Linked DNA regions of Mus musculus: region 1 is linked to region 2. Evidence: chromatin contacts called from public Hi-C data. All regions are on one chromosome and are shown on one strand. Each heading gives the region's core, a stretch centred on a gene start, on an enhancer-like site or on the middle of the called end of the contact. The rest is flanking DNA. Distances are from core to core; before and after follow the strand shown. Region 1 overlaps Wwc2 (WW, C2 and coiled-coil domain containing 2). Region 2 overlaps Gm31786 (predicted gene, 31786).

The links. Hi-C and Micro-C count contacts between places; a contact is called where the count stands out from the background.
Region 1: a Hi-C map of Sertoli cells shows a contact between it and region 2, with 3 times the contacts expected there. The contact joins two enhancer-like sites. A contact is called at or near these places in 7 of 484 Hi-C or Micro-C datasets (the HL-1 cell line, the N1E-115 cell line, Sertoli cells and 2 more) and 1 of 9 other capture datasets (embryonic stem cells).

What each region holds. Positions count from the first base shown.
Region 1 is chr8:47,928,254-47,934,416 of GRCm38.p6, reverse strand. The region is part of intron 1 of Wwc2 (WW, C2 and coiled-coil domain containing 2); the gene reads left to right. Among named protein-coding and RNA genes, the nearest start is that of Gm39173, 18 kb to the left of the region's middle. Within about 2 kb of position 1,961, at least 122 of the 459 cell types and tissues checked have an H3K27ac peak or open chromatin away from gene starts, as enhancers often do. A contact at or near this core is called in Sertoli cells, where this site is marked.
Region 2 is chr8:47,742,101-47,748,181 of GRCm38.p6, reverse strand. Gm31786 (predicted gene, 31786) reads left to right here. Exons shown (of 4, transcript NR_166572.1): 4 at 3,065-3,475. Among named protein-coding and RNA genes, the nearest start is that of Gm31786, 5.1 kb to the left of the region's middle. Within about 2 kb of position 4,546, at least 31 of the 459 cell types and tissues checked have an H3K27ac peak or open chromatin away from gene starts, as enhancers often do. A contact at or near this core is called in Sertoli cells, where this site is marked.

The DNA.
Region 1 (6,163 bases), core at 712-3,211, 190 kb before region 2:
TCGTATATAATTGTGTAGTCTGAAAATGGGGTAGCTAATCTCAGCCATTCTGCTCTTTTTTTCTAGTCAGATCCAGGGACTAATGACCTTTCTTCCCAGTAATTTACTTTGGCTAGTGATTAAGAGCAGAAATGGTATGCGTGTCCCCGTCCCTCCCGTTTCTGATGCTTGTTCCGGTTGGAGGTGTGGACATCTAAGGTGCAGTCAGGGATGCTGAGCCACGCGGAGGCTCACTGTCTGGAGAGGCAGCTTCGACAATGCTGGGCTTGGCTTGAGGGAGGAGGATATGAGATGTGGAGGGTTTTGCTGCAGCAGGGCCTGGCCTTCATGACACACACAGCTTTTAGTGATATTAAAGGAGGAGACACAAAGGACTGTGTGCAAGCTGTGCACTAGGGAGTGTGCAGCAGTACTCAGGCACAGCCTGTGTATCACTGGGGCACCCTCAGCAGCCCGCCTTTCCTCTTGGCCCTTAGTTAGCATTCCATGGTACAACTCAATCCGTCCCCAGCCCGACAAATGTCAGCCCAGTGCCTGGGCTTCTCCGAAACGACCTGCAAGGGAACTGGGGAAGCTTGCTCTCAGTGAGTTCACATTGCCTCCATTTTTTTTGTTTCTGACAAGGCACCTTTTCTGTAAGCTGCACCAGATGCTGGCCTGCAAGTCTCCAGCGCCTCTGGTTGAGCCTCTGCAGAGAATTGATTCTTCCCTCCCTGCCAGCTCTGGTGCGCTGTTTCCTAACTGGCTTCCCAGGCGCAGGCTACAGTGAAGTCTTGGAAGCTGGAAGCCCATTTCAGGCTCTTGCAGTGCGATTTGATCTGCTTCTGGGCTTTTTCTTTGGTGACTTGGTTTCCCCATTTTTCTGGTTTGCTAAGTCACCTCTCTACCATTTCTCTGTTACCCCTAATTAAGGTGCTCTTGTCTATGACCCCTCCTTTATTCCTTTGCATTTATGGTTTTTTTTTAAGTTTTTGTTTATTTTTATTTTTTGTGTGTGATTGTTTGCCTAACTTTACATCAGTGTACCTTGTGTATGCAGTGCCCTCAGGCTAGAAGAGGTCACCTGGTCCCCTGGGACTAGAGTTAGTGACAGTTGTGAGCCACCATGTTTGTTTCCTTTCAGAAGTTTATTTCCCTTCATAGTTCAATTGAGCCAGGTGTAGTGGCGAATACCTTTAGTTCCAGCACTTGGGAGGCAGAGCCAGGCAGATCTCTGTGAGTTCGAGGAGCTTCGAACTGGTCTATAGAGTGAGTTCTAGAACAGCTGTTCCAAAGCTACTATACAGAGAAACCCTGTCTCAAGGGAAAATAATTCAGTTGAGATAAATACTCAGTTTGACATTCCTAATTCATCGGAATAGAGCAAATCCTTAAGTCATTTATTTTATGTTGTTTTGAGTTTTGGTTCTATCTAATTTTGAACATACTTGTTCCTATAGAATCGGCTAAATTACTAAAGATATGTCCCTGATAAGGAGGGGTTGGTGAAAGCCGGCAGGGACAGAACATCTTTTATTGTTCACTGATGATAGTGGTCTTTCCTAACTCCTGTGCTACTTACTGCTCTAAGCCTCAGCGAGGCTCTGGTCTGCGTGGCTCATCAGCTTTTAGAATAAAGGGACGGTGTTTCTGTGAGCAGCTCTATCTAGAGCTCGCCTGGCCCAGCCCAGCCCATGTCACCTTGCGTGTCACCTTGTCCCCTGTGCCTGCACTCAGCCTCATGGCTTTTGTTTGCCTCAAATGGAGTCTGAGGCTAAGCTCAAAGGGCATGCATTTTTGTTTATGACTAAGGGCTGATCTCTGAAGTTATCAGACATTCCTCACATTCCATATGTCTAACTTTTAGTGCTTGGCGGATCTGGTGCTATGCCAGAAGAAAACACAGGCTAGCGAGGAGGAGGAAACACCACAGTGGAGAAATCCAGCCATATGTTTACCTAGCAAAGCACGCGTGCAGTATGGAATGGATTTGTAGCATGTCAATGCCATTCCTTAGGCTGCTTAGCAGCATTGCTCACTTTTCTGATATTTGAGTCTTGAAATTCCAATCTAGGAGCTTTAGAAAAACCCGTGATTCTTTCCATCTGTGTGCATGTTGTTCTCAGGGCCAGCGCTCGGTGCTGTAGTACAATAGCAAAGGCTAGTGGTATTGTGGGAGTGACTCTGTGTGACGGATGGGCGTCATCAGTACAGATGTGGTCCACAGAGTCAGACACACTGAGTGCTGAAGGAGGAGCGCCACCTTTTGTTTGTCTTCCCAACCCTGCGGGAGAAGGGACTGTGCAGAGGGAAAATGGCATCAGCGAGTCAAGCACGGAGGGGTCTGTGACAGACAGCACACTCGCATTGGTCCACACTGCTAAGGAAATAAACAGCTGGTAAACTCTAGTGACCCCTTGCTTATATAGCAAGTCAACTGAAGATGCAAGTCCAGAAGCACTCATGCAAACCATCACATGGCCAGTCTGTCACTAAAACGTGTTGCGGAACCTCCAGTCTGCCTTGGCCAAATATTACATATACTACAAAGACATCAAATTGGATTCTAATGTCGATAACTTAAATGCAGATTTTAAAAATATTTCAATCAGAAATTTAAATAAAAGTCTGAATTTTTTTTTTTTTGCCCTTTTTTTCTGGCATTCATCAGGATTTAGGGAAAGTAAATAAGAAAGTTCCCTCATCTTATATAAAATATCTGTGTAGACATTCTGTAGAATCTGGCTGTAATTGAATTATATCTAAATTAAAAAGCCTTTAGCCAGTGTTCCTAAGAAACCCAGCAATGTTTATGGATGCAGATGTCCCTTCCCTACGTGCCCACACCCTGGCACAATACGCCTGCACACACAGTACGCCTGTACAGGCAGTATGCCTGCACACACAGCAAGCCTGCACACACAGCACGCCTGCTTCTGGCTGTGCTTTCCCTCCAGCGTGAGCAGCTGCAGGTGTGTAGAAGCTGCCGGACTCGTTTACCTTCTCAAAGCTTCCTTTGGAAGAGTCAGACTGGACTTAATTGTCTGGGAATCTGCTGTGATGCCTTCGTGGCCTTCAGTGCTGGGTGCCTATATGAAATGAGAGGTATCTGCGGGATGCAGGAAGAGCACTGACTGCAGTTCCATGGGGACCAGTTAGGTGACGTCCTGTCAGTGAATGATCATGCTTCACTAACTAGCTAGATATCTGATATATCTCAGCACTCCTTCCTGAAAAGCTTCACGGCCATGGCAACCCAAAACTTTCTCCGGTCCAGCACCTTGTTCCCATCACTCACCCACACAGTTTATGCGTGTGTGTAGCTGTGTGACAGGTGCCACCCTTCTGAGTTCACCTTTATAAACCTACATCGGACAACATACCAGTCCGTATCTAACCTAGAGCTTATCCAAGGCTACTTGATACGGCGTTGTTTGAGGATGATTAAAATTCCCATCAGCACCAGGCTGTACTGCAAAGTCCAGTCTGTGATCTCACGGTGAAGGAAGTAATATGACAAGTGAAAGGTCAACCCCAGTGTGTTGCTGATGTACAACACAGGCTCCAGGGAAGGTCTAGAGAGACAGCTACTTGTTGTAGAAGGTACTTCTGAAGAGAAGAGCGTGGGAACTGAGTATCTGCTACAATGATGCAGTGTTTAACAAAGAAGGTGCAGTCTTGTAATTTCCTGGTAACATTGCAGTATTTTGGTTTGTTTGTTTGTTTGTTTGTTTGTTTGTTTTGTTGACTATGTAGTCCTGGCTGTTCTGGAACTCACTCTGTAAACCATGCTAGCCTCAAACTCCCGGAGCTCTGCCTGCTTCTGCCTCCCGAGTGCTGGGAGTCAAGGCGTGGGACACCGTCCCTGGTTCCTGTTGACATTTTGCAGAACAAGATCTAAAAAACTGTGTTCAAGAGACCACAGCTGCTGTGTGGAGAAGGGAGCACAGAGGGACTAAACCTTGGTCGCAGTTCCGGAGCAGACACGCCAGTGGCTTTGATTCCAGAGAGTCAGCCTATAGGGCTTTGATGGACTCAGTAACTGGCTGTTGGAGGAGGAAGCATCCCGGCCTGAGTGTCTGAGTTCCTGCTGCTGCTGCCGTTTTCTAAGATCAGATTGTGTGTGGGGACAGATGGAGGTGAGGGATGGAACTTTGGAGGGGGCATCACGGGTTGCAGTCTGTGTGAGTTAGGTTTGCTGTGGTCGTAGGTGGTCCTGTAGCACTGTCAGGTGGAAACAGCTGGCTGGAAATCACGTGTCCACTTGTTGTTTTCCCTTCAGGTCTGTCTGTCAAGCACCTCACATCTTGCTAGGTGCCTGGCATACAAAGATGAAAAACCAGTAGAACGTCTGTGGACTGAACAAACCGAGAAATGCAAACACAGTGAAAATATTTGAATGGGAAAAAGATTTTCCAAGCTTATAAAATGTCTCTAATTGGTGTCATCCCAGAGACGAGGAAGGCACTTAAGTTAATTTTAAAGATGAAATCTTAAAGGACAAACACGCTGAAAAGGAGAACCGGGCAGAAGATGGGCATTGGAAGGAGAGAGGATGCTGGCGCTGGCGCCTCCGTTAGGAGAGTGGACTGGGCTTTCGTGGACTCTGTGGCTGTTCAGTGGTTGGTGTCCGGGCTCCACACTGTGGGTGTCTTGCTCCTACGCTGTGGAATCGTGGGACACTCTCATTCTTTGTCACCTTTTCTCGTTCTTTCCTGCTGTTAATGAAAGTTAAATACCTTGTTGGAACTAGCGGGTTTTCTTTCTTCCCTGATGTTGGTATTTGTAGAACACTGTGTCAGTAATTTTTGCCAACCATATTAAAAGCAACCTTAGAATTATTAAATTGTAGCATGATGGATAATGGCCCAGCCCAGGAACCTTTCTTGTAGGCAGGATCGTTGGGTGGGCTTTGTGTATGGAAGGTGCCTATCGGTGTGGACCCAGGCCAGTAGATTTCCTTACTTTTGAAGACAACTTCCCTTTTAACAAATAGGGAGTCTTCAGATAGGTAAAAGAGAAATCACTGATTTAGTCTGAAAATACTGTTCTTTTCTCAAAGGAGGACAGATTTGTAGAGTACTTCCTGTAGAGTTTCGGTGCATGGCTAGCTGAGACTTGGGTTTCGGATGGCAGCAATGCAGGAATACCTTGGTGCATGCCCAGGGCTACCTTGATGGCAGTCGGAAAATGTAGAGAAGACAAATGTTGATTTGTTTAGAATTCTAACACTGTGGTGTGACTTAACAGTAAGGATTGCTTTGTGTTAACTAAATTACCCCCCCCCCTTCCTCTCCTCATAGCTACCTCATTACTTGAATAATTTTCTTATGGTGTCATAAGGAGATGCAACAAAACATAACTTGTTTCTAAAATGTGCATGCGGGTGCCGCTGTGAAAACACCATCCACTGTGGACGGTGTCCGCCAGAGGCCGCCTGTGTGCAGGACAACCGTCACAGGGCAGAGGCCTGCATCCTACACCTTGGTGTCCTGGCAGAGGAAACTTGCTTTCATCATCTTTAATGGAGTAGCTCTCTCCCCGCATCGAGCATCGCTGCAGAAGGACCCCGGAGTTGCTAATGGGGGAGCCGGCACTCTGGGTTTCTGTAGAGGAACTGGGTATTTGTGCATTGCCAAAAAGTGGCAGCAGGATCGGCCTCTGGCCAGGGCAGTTATACTCAGCTTCCTCTGGTAAAGACTGCCTGACAGCTTCTGCTGTTCCCTGCTATGGTCCTTAAAAGCAAAAACCAAAATAAACAAAGGGCAAAGAACAAAAGAAGATAATTAAATGTTTGCAGGCAAAGTAAATTGTGAGTTTTATTTAACCTCACAACCATCTGTAAATTTTGTTTTGTTTTGTTTTGGAGGATGTCTTAAAGTTATATGTATCTGTTGACTGTGACTGTGTTTGTGGGCTGTGTATGTGTGTGTGATGTGTGAGCAAATGTTTGTGATTGTGTATGATATGTGTGTATGTGTGTGTGTGATGTGTGGACAAATGTTTGTGATTGTGTGTGTATGATTTGTATGTGTGTGTGTGTGTATGTGTGTGTGTGTGGTGGGACTGCACCTGTGGAGGTCAGAGGACAACTTGTAGTCAATTCTGTCCTCCTCCCATGTGGGTTCTGGGTGTGGTGACCTAAATAGCCTTTATCATCTGAGCCATGTCCCCTGTCTAGTGC
Region 2 (6,081 bases), core at 3,297-5,796:
CAGAAGAGGGTGTTGGATCCCTCTGGAGCTGGAGTTATAGATAGTTGTGAGTTGCTCAACCTCAGTGGTAAGAATGGAATTCGGGGCCTCTGAGGGAGTAATGAGCACTGCTGAGCCATCTCTTCAGCCCCTAACCCCTACCATTTATTAATAATATTAATAATAATGATTAGTATTTATTTTCTTTATTTACATTTCAAATGTTATCCCCTTTCCTGGTTTCCCCTCCAAAAACCCCCTATTCCCTCTCCCCTCCCCCTGCTCACCAACCCTTCCACTCCTGCTTCCTGGCCCTGGCAATCCCCTACATTGGGGCATAGAGCCTTCACAGGACCAAGGGCCTCTCCTTCCATTGATGACTGACTAGGCCATCCCATTTAGGTTTTGACAATGAAACTAAGGAGTGACTTTCAAAAGGTTTTGACAGAAGAGTCTGGCACTTCCAGAGGACCTGGTTTGATTCCTGGAACCTACATGGTGGCTCACAAACATCTGTAACTTGAGTTCTGGAGGGCTGATGCCCTCTTCTGGCCTCCATAGGAACCAGGTACACAAAAGGTAGAGAAAATACACACAGGTAAAATACCAATACAGGTAAAAATGGAATAAAAATAGTTTAAATTGCCCGGCAGTGGTGGCGCATGCCTTTAATCCCAGCACTTGGGAGTCAGAAGCAGGCAGATCTCTGAGTTCAAGGCCAGCCTGGTCTACAGAGTGAGTTCCAGGACAACCACGGCTACACAGAAAAACCCTGTCTTGGAAAAAAAAATAATAATTTAAATTTAAAAAGAAATATCATCTTTTAAAAAACTGCAGCAGACAAGAGAACCCTGGTCAATGGAACCCCAAAGTCTGTGGAGACTGATAAAATATCCAGCGGAGATGTTCCAAGAAGACTGATGTACAAACTGGCCAGACCCTTTACAAAGGCGTGTGGTAAGTTCTTGAAAAAAGTGAAATCCTGCCGGGCGGTGGTGGCGCATGCCTTTAACCCCAGAATTTAGGAGGCAGAGGCAGGCGGATTTCTGAGTTCGAGGCCAGCCTGGTCTACAGAGTGAGTTCCAGGACAGCCAGGGCTACACAGAAGAACCCTGTCTCGAAAAACAAAAACAACAAAAAACAAAAAGCAAAAAAACAAAAAAACAAAAAAAAAACCCACAACAACAGCAACAACAAAAAAAAAAGAAGCGAAATCCTGAAGGGATGATTCCTGTTTCCCAAGGTGGGTTGACATTCTGGAGTCTTTTGTCACTCCAAGGGAAAGTGCTTGGACCTGGGCGTCCACTTTATTCACTGCAATTGACAAACTCCCTGCAGGAGAAAGTCATGTGGAACTCCAGGGTTGAGGAGAGTGAAGGAGTGTGTGTGTGCTTTAGGAAAATTAATGCAATGCTTGCAAAAGAAAGATTATATCTGGGAGACATACCTAATGGGTGTAATTGCCACAGTGACTGAGTTACTTGGTCTCCCCTGGTCTCAGTCCTTGGTACACTTCTGTCCTTTGTCGCCTATATCGTTGGAAAGAATCGCTTCACTGACTGCACAATACTCTCTCCTTTAGTACATAGCTATGAAAAGTATGGTGTCACTCAAGGTCACAAGCTCAAATTGGTCGGAGTCCGCAAAGAGACGGGAGTCATTACCTCGTTTGGTTGCTTAGCAGGGTTGAGCCAGCAAATTAGCCACTTCCACGGAAGTTCTGCTGTACTGGCGTCCTACCCTAGTTAGCATCTCATCTCGCTTCTTGATCACCAGCCTCAGAGAGAAATGCCTGCCAGGACCTCGTGACCATGAATGTGCTGCCTTTGAAACAAATCAAAACAACCAAACCATTCCAATGACGATAATAATAACAACCCACCTGCAACAGTAACTGAAGAGGCAAGAATGCATCCTAGGCCTTGAAAGGTCAGCTGCTGTGGGCCCCGGGGGGTGGGGGTGGGGGGTGGGGGGGCTCACACGTGCATGCAACTATGGGCTCCAGCATTTCTGATCATTGTTGTCCCTTAACTCAACCGTTCGTTTGTCCCTCAAAGGGGAGTGTCAGGTTGCTTTAAAACGCCAGCATTGGCTGTTTCCAACCTCCTGGAAAGGGCGATGAATCAAATTACTGACAGCCATTCTTTTTCCTGCGAGCTTGGCTTTGGCTAAAGAGGAAAAGTCTTAAGACTGGGGTAGAATAATAAAGAACATAAGGCCATGGTCATAACCTTGTGTGCTCCACTTTGGGGACTGCTATCCCCACCCCCTGAGTCCCAGCTTAAAAAGACAAGGGCCAATAGTAATGAAGAAAGTGAGGGCACTGTTTGAAACATAACCTACAATTTTCTTTTAATTGAGATAGGGTCTCACTATAACCCTGGATGGCCTGGAACTCGCTTTGTAGATCAGGCTGAACTTCAGCTCACAGAGATCCCCCTGCCTCTGCCTCCTGAACACTGATATTAAATGTGTATGACACCACACATGGCCTCCTTTCTTGATTAAACAACTTAGAACGTGTTACTGAGGGCTGGAGAGATGGCTCAGCGGTTAAGAGCACTGACTGCCTTCTGAAGATCCTGAGTTCAAATCCCAGCAATCACATGGTGGCTCACAACTATCCGCAATGAGATCTGATGCCTTCTTCTGGTGTGTCTGAAGACAATAAATCTTTAAATAATAATAATAGTAATAATAATAATAATAATAATAATAATAAAGAATTGTTACTGAGCCAACCAATTTGTAGAGCAAATTAAAAACAAATCAAATTCCCAGTTAGACATGCTCAAAGCCTGGCACAATAATATTTACACCTTTATTCCCAGCACTTGGAAAGCAGAGGCAGGTGAGTTCAAGACTAGCCTGGTCTACATAGACAGTATGTAATGCCAGTCTCCACACATGGACAGTTCCAGCTCCCCCGACCACATTCTGCGCTGTCTAACACACACCACCAACAACACCAACACCAACAAAAACCCATTACCTCCATCACCAATACTACCATCACCACCACCACCACCACGAACAACAACAATAACAACAAAAGCCTGATAATTTATCTTTCTTGTCTCTTCAGAGTCTTTCTTGGGCCCTATCTCCTAGTAAGGAAGCCCAGGCAGATCATAAAAAGTCACATGGAGAAGAATCAGGGGCCCTTCCCCTGACTGAGCTCTTAGTCGGCAGCTAATTGCACTTCTCTGGCCGTATGAGTGACTCATCGTGAAGCAGGTCTTGGTGCTCCAGTGCAGCTGCCGAAGATGGTCTCTCGGGAACAGTTACGGATCTCCCACGTACCAGATCCCTGTTCAAACTTCCCAACTCGTGTGAGGTGGCACATTTGCAGACCCAGTAGTGAGGAAGCTGAGGCAGGAGAAGAAAGAATTCAAGGCCAACCTAACCGACAGTGAGAGCTCCAGACCACCCAGGGAGATGTAGTGGGAGCACCTGTCTCAAACAAATACAAAGTAACAAACAACAACAACAAAAATCTTTCTTGTTTTAAGGTGTTTGTTATTTTGTTACAGTGACTAATGCCTAAACACAATCTTCCCTCCTGCAACCTCTCTCTGCATCCTTTTTTTTTTTTTTACCTCGGGGGCCTATTCAATACTCAAGATACTTGGCCAAGGTTGCCCTCAGTTAATGTGTAAATGTAGATAGAAATGTAGAACTCTGGTTCTGCTTAGAATTTAGGCTCAAGCCATGTTGTGGGTGGGGCCTCTGAAGCTGCTTTTTACAGCTACTGCAATGCTTGGTGGGAAATGTAGCTCACAGTAACCCCCCAAAAGAGTTCCGGGTTGTTCGAGGGATATGAGCGTCACAAGAACCAAGGACAGAACTCTACCATCAGATCCAGTGTGAGAGAGAAGCCACTGTAGAAAGTGGGCAAAAGCAATCTCCGGGGTTGACCACTGGGCGGTGGGGTTCAGAGATGCTGCAGTGACAGACACCAAAGCAGTGAATCGGAGTAGACAAAAGGAAAACTGGGAGTGCCACAGTTTGTTGGGAAGGGAAGGAAGACAGACCATGAGTAGTCGAAGGAGGAGGTGAGGTTAGGGAAGGAACTTGTAGATTAGTTTGGTCTTAAAGATGAGACATTGCCAAACCAGTGTTGTTCAAATGATCCCTGAGGAGGCAGTGGAGTGCACTCGGGATGCAGGGAGATGATGGGGTGTGAGAACTACACAGGAGGAAGAAACGAAAACGGAAAGGAGAGAGAAGGAGTAAATTGAAAACTATGCCACTAGCTTTTACAGGGAGGACAGCAAACTGGATGGCACATAGGCAGACCACTTGAATGAAGATGCATTCTGTCCATTCTTAATTCAAACGGTCTTCTATACTCCGATAAAAAGCGTTTTCCAAATAAAATCATCTCTTTTTCTAAGCACACTTTGTCCTTATTTATATGACAGAATAAAAAAAATTAAACAAAACATGGGCCATCCATATGAAAAGTGGAGTCTAGCGGGATCTGACTATCCAGGTATGCTTGTGCCTGCACAACCAAGGCGCCCTGGAAGAAAATGGAAAGCAACAGCCTTCCAGGCAATCCCGGTTCCTCCAGCGCCACCCAGTGGCCACAGTGGAGAATGTCAGGAGCGCGCCGCAGACCTGGAGAACGGAGCTCAAAGCCTATAAAACAAGCCTTTGTGTTGAGAAGGTGCTTTTCCTGCCAAATCAAGTCACCGTGTGTTACAAATCCTGGAAGAGCAATCCGGAGGAACAAAGCCCTGATTTTTTTTAAAGCGAGTGTGGAAACCAAACCCTACTTCCTTCCTGAAGGATTAGGGCGTATTGAGGTTGATGGAGTTGGTCATCTTGTTTCAAGGATGACCTGCTGGCATCGCTACCTGGGCCCGGAGAGAGGGAAAATATTTAAGCTCTCCGGGGAGTTTATCAAAGGTTTTTCTGTTCGGGTTACTAAACGGTTACAAAGGGCTCTCTATGGCTGTTTTGCTCTATGCCCCACCACCACCACCACCGTTCTTGCTTAAAGTTTGTTAATAACACTGAACCTGACTCTCTTGCCTGCATAGCTAAGGGCAAATGGGCTTGTGAGCCAGAATGAATGGCACCTTAGATGTCCTTGTGTGCCTCCCTGCGGCAAAACGGCTTCTCAGTACCCTAGGAGGCAGGGGGGAGGGGTTGCAAGGAAACACACTAAATTGTGCTCTATTGCCCACAGGACACATGGTGAAGCACAAATATTTTAGACCTATGGGTCTTAGCTACTTTTCTACTGCTGTGATAAAATACCATGTCCAAGGCAACTTATAAGAAAGGCTTTTTAGTTAGGCTCATGAGTCCAGAGACTTAGAGCCCATGATGGCGGAATAAAGACATAGAGGCGGGAACAGTGGAGAGAGTTCACATCTCCAAGCGACAAGCAGGAGGCAGGGGGAACACTGGGAAAGACAAGAGTCTTTTAAACCTTAAAGCTCACCCCCTGCACCACGCTAAACTTCCTGCAACAAAGCCACACCTCCTAATCTTTCCCAAACAGCCACCAGTTGGAGATCAAGTATTCACACATAGGAACCTACAGAGGCCATTCGTATTCAAATCTCAACAGTGTGCGTGAGTGTTTGGCCCGCACGTATGTATATGTACCATGTACATGTCTGATGCCAAGAGAGGCAATGGATACCCTGTAGCTAAAGCCACCATGTGGTGCTATGCAAGAACAACAGGTGCTCTTAAAACACTGAGCCATCTCTCTAGTCCCAGATGATCGTGTTTCTAATGAGATACTATATATTTGGTGGTGATGAATTTTACCTTACGATACAGAGTGTTTTTTAAAATGCCATACTGTGAATTGTATATTAAATCAACATGCCTGTGTGGTAAGAAACTGAAGCCATTCTGTTTGAGGGTCTCCTGCCTGACTCGGGGGGGTTGCGGTTCTATTTATCTAAGAGCCAACACGGAGCCTTTAACCCGAGCCCATCAGTTGCTGCCCAGATCCATGCCTGCTCCAGACAGTCTGATCCCTAAGGACAGTCTGTTCCCCTGAGTGTGAGACCCTGTCTCATGGGGAGACCCTTGCAGCCTTTCTCCACCCCTAGGGGGCTTGGTGGCCTCAGTGGG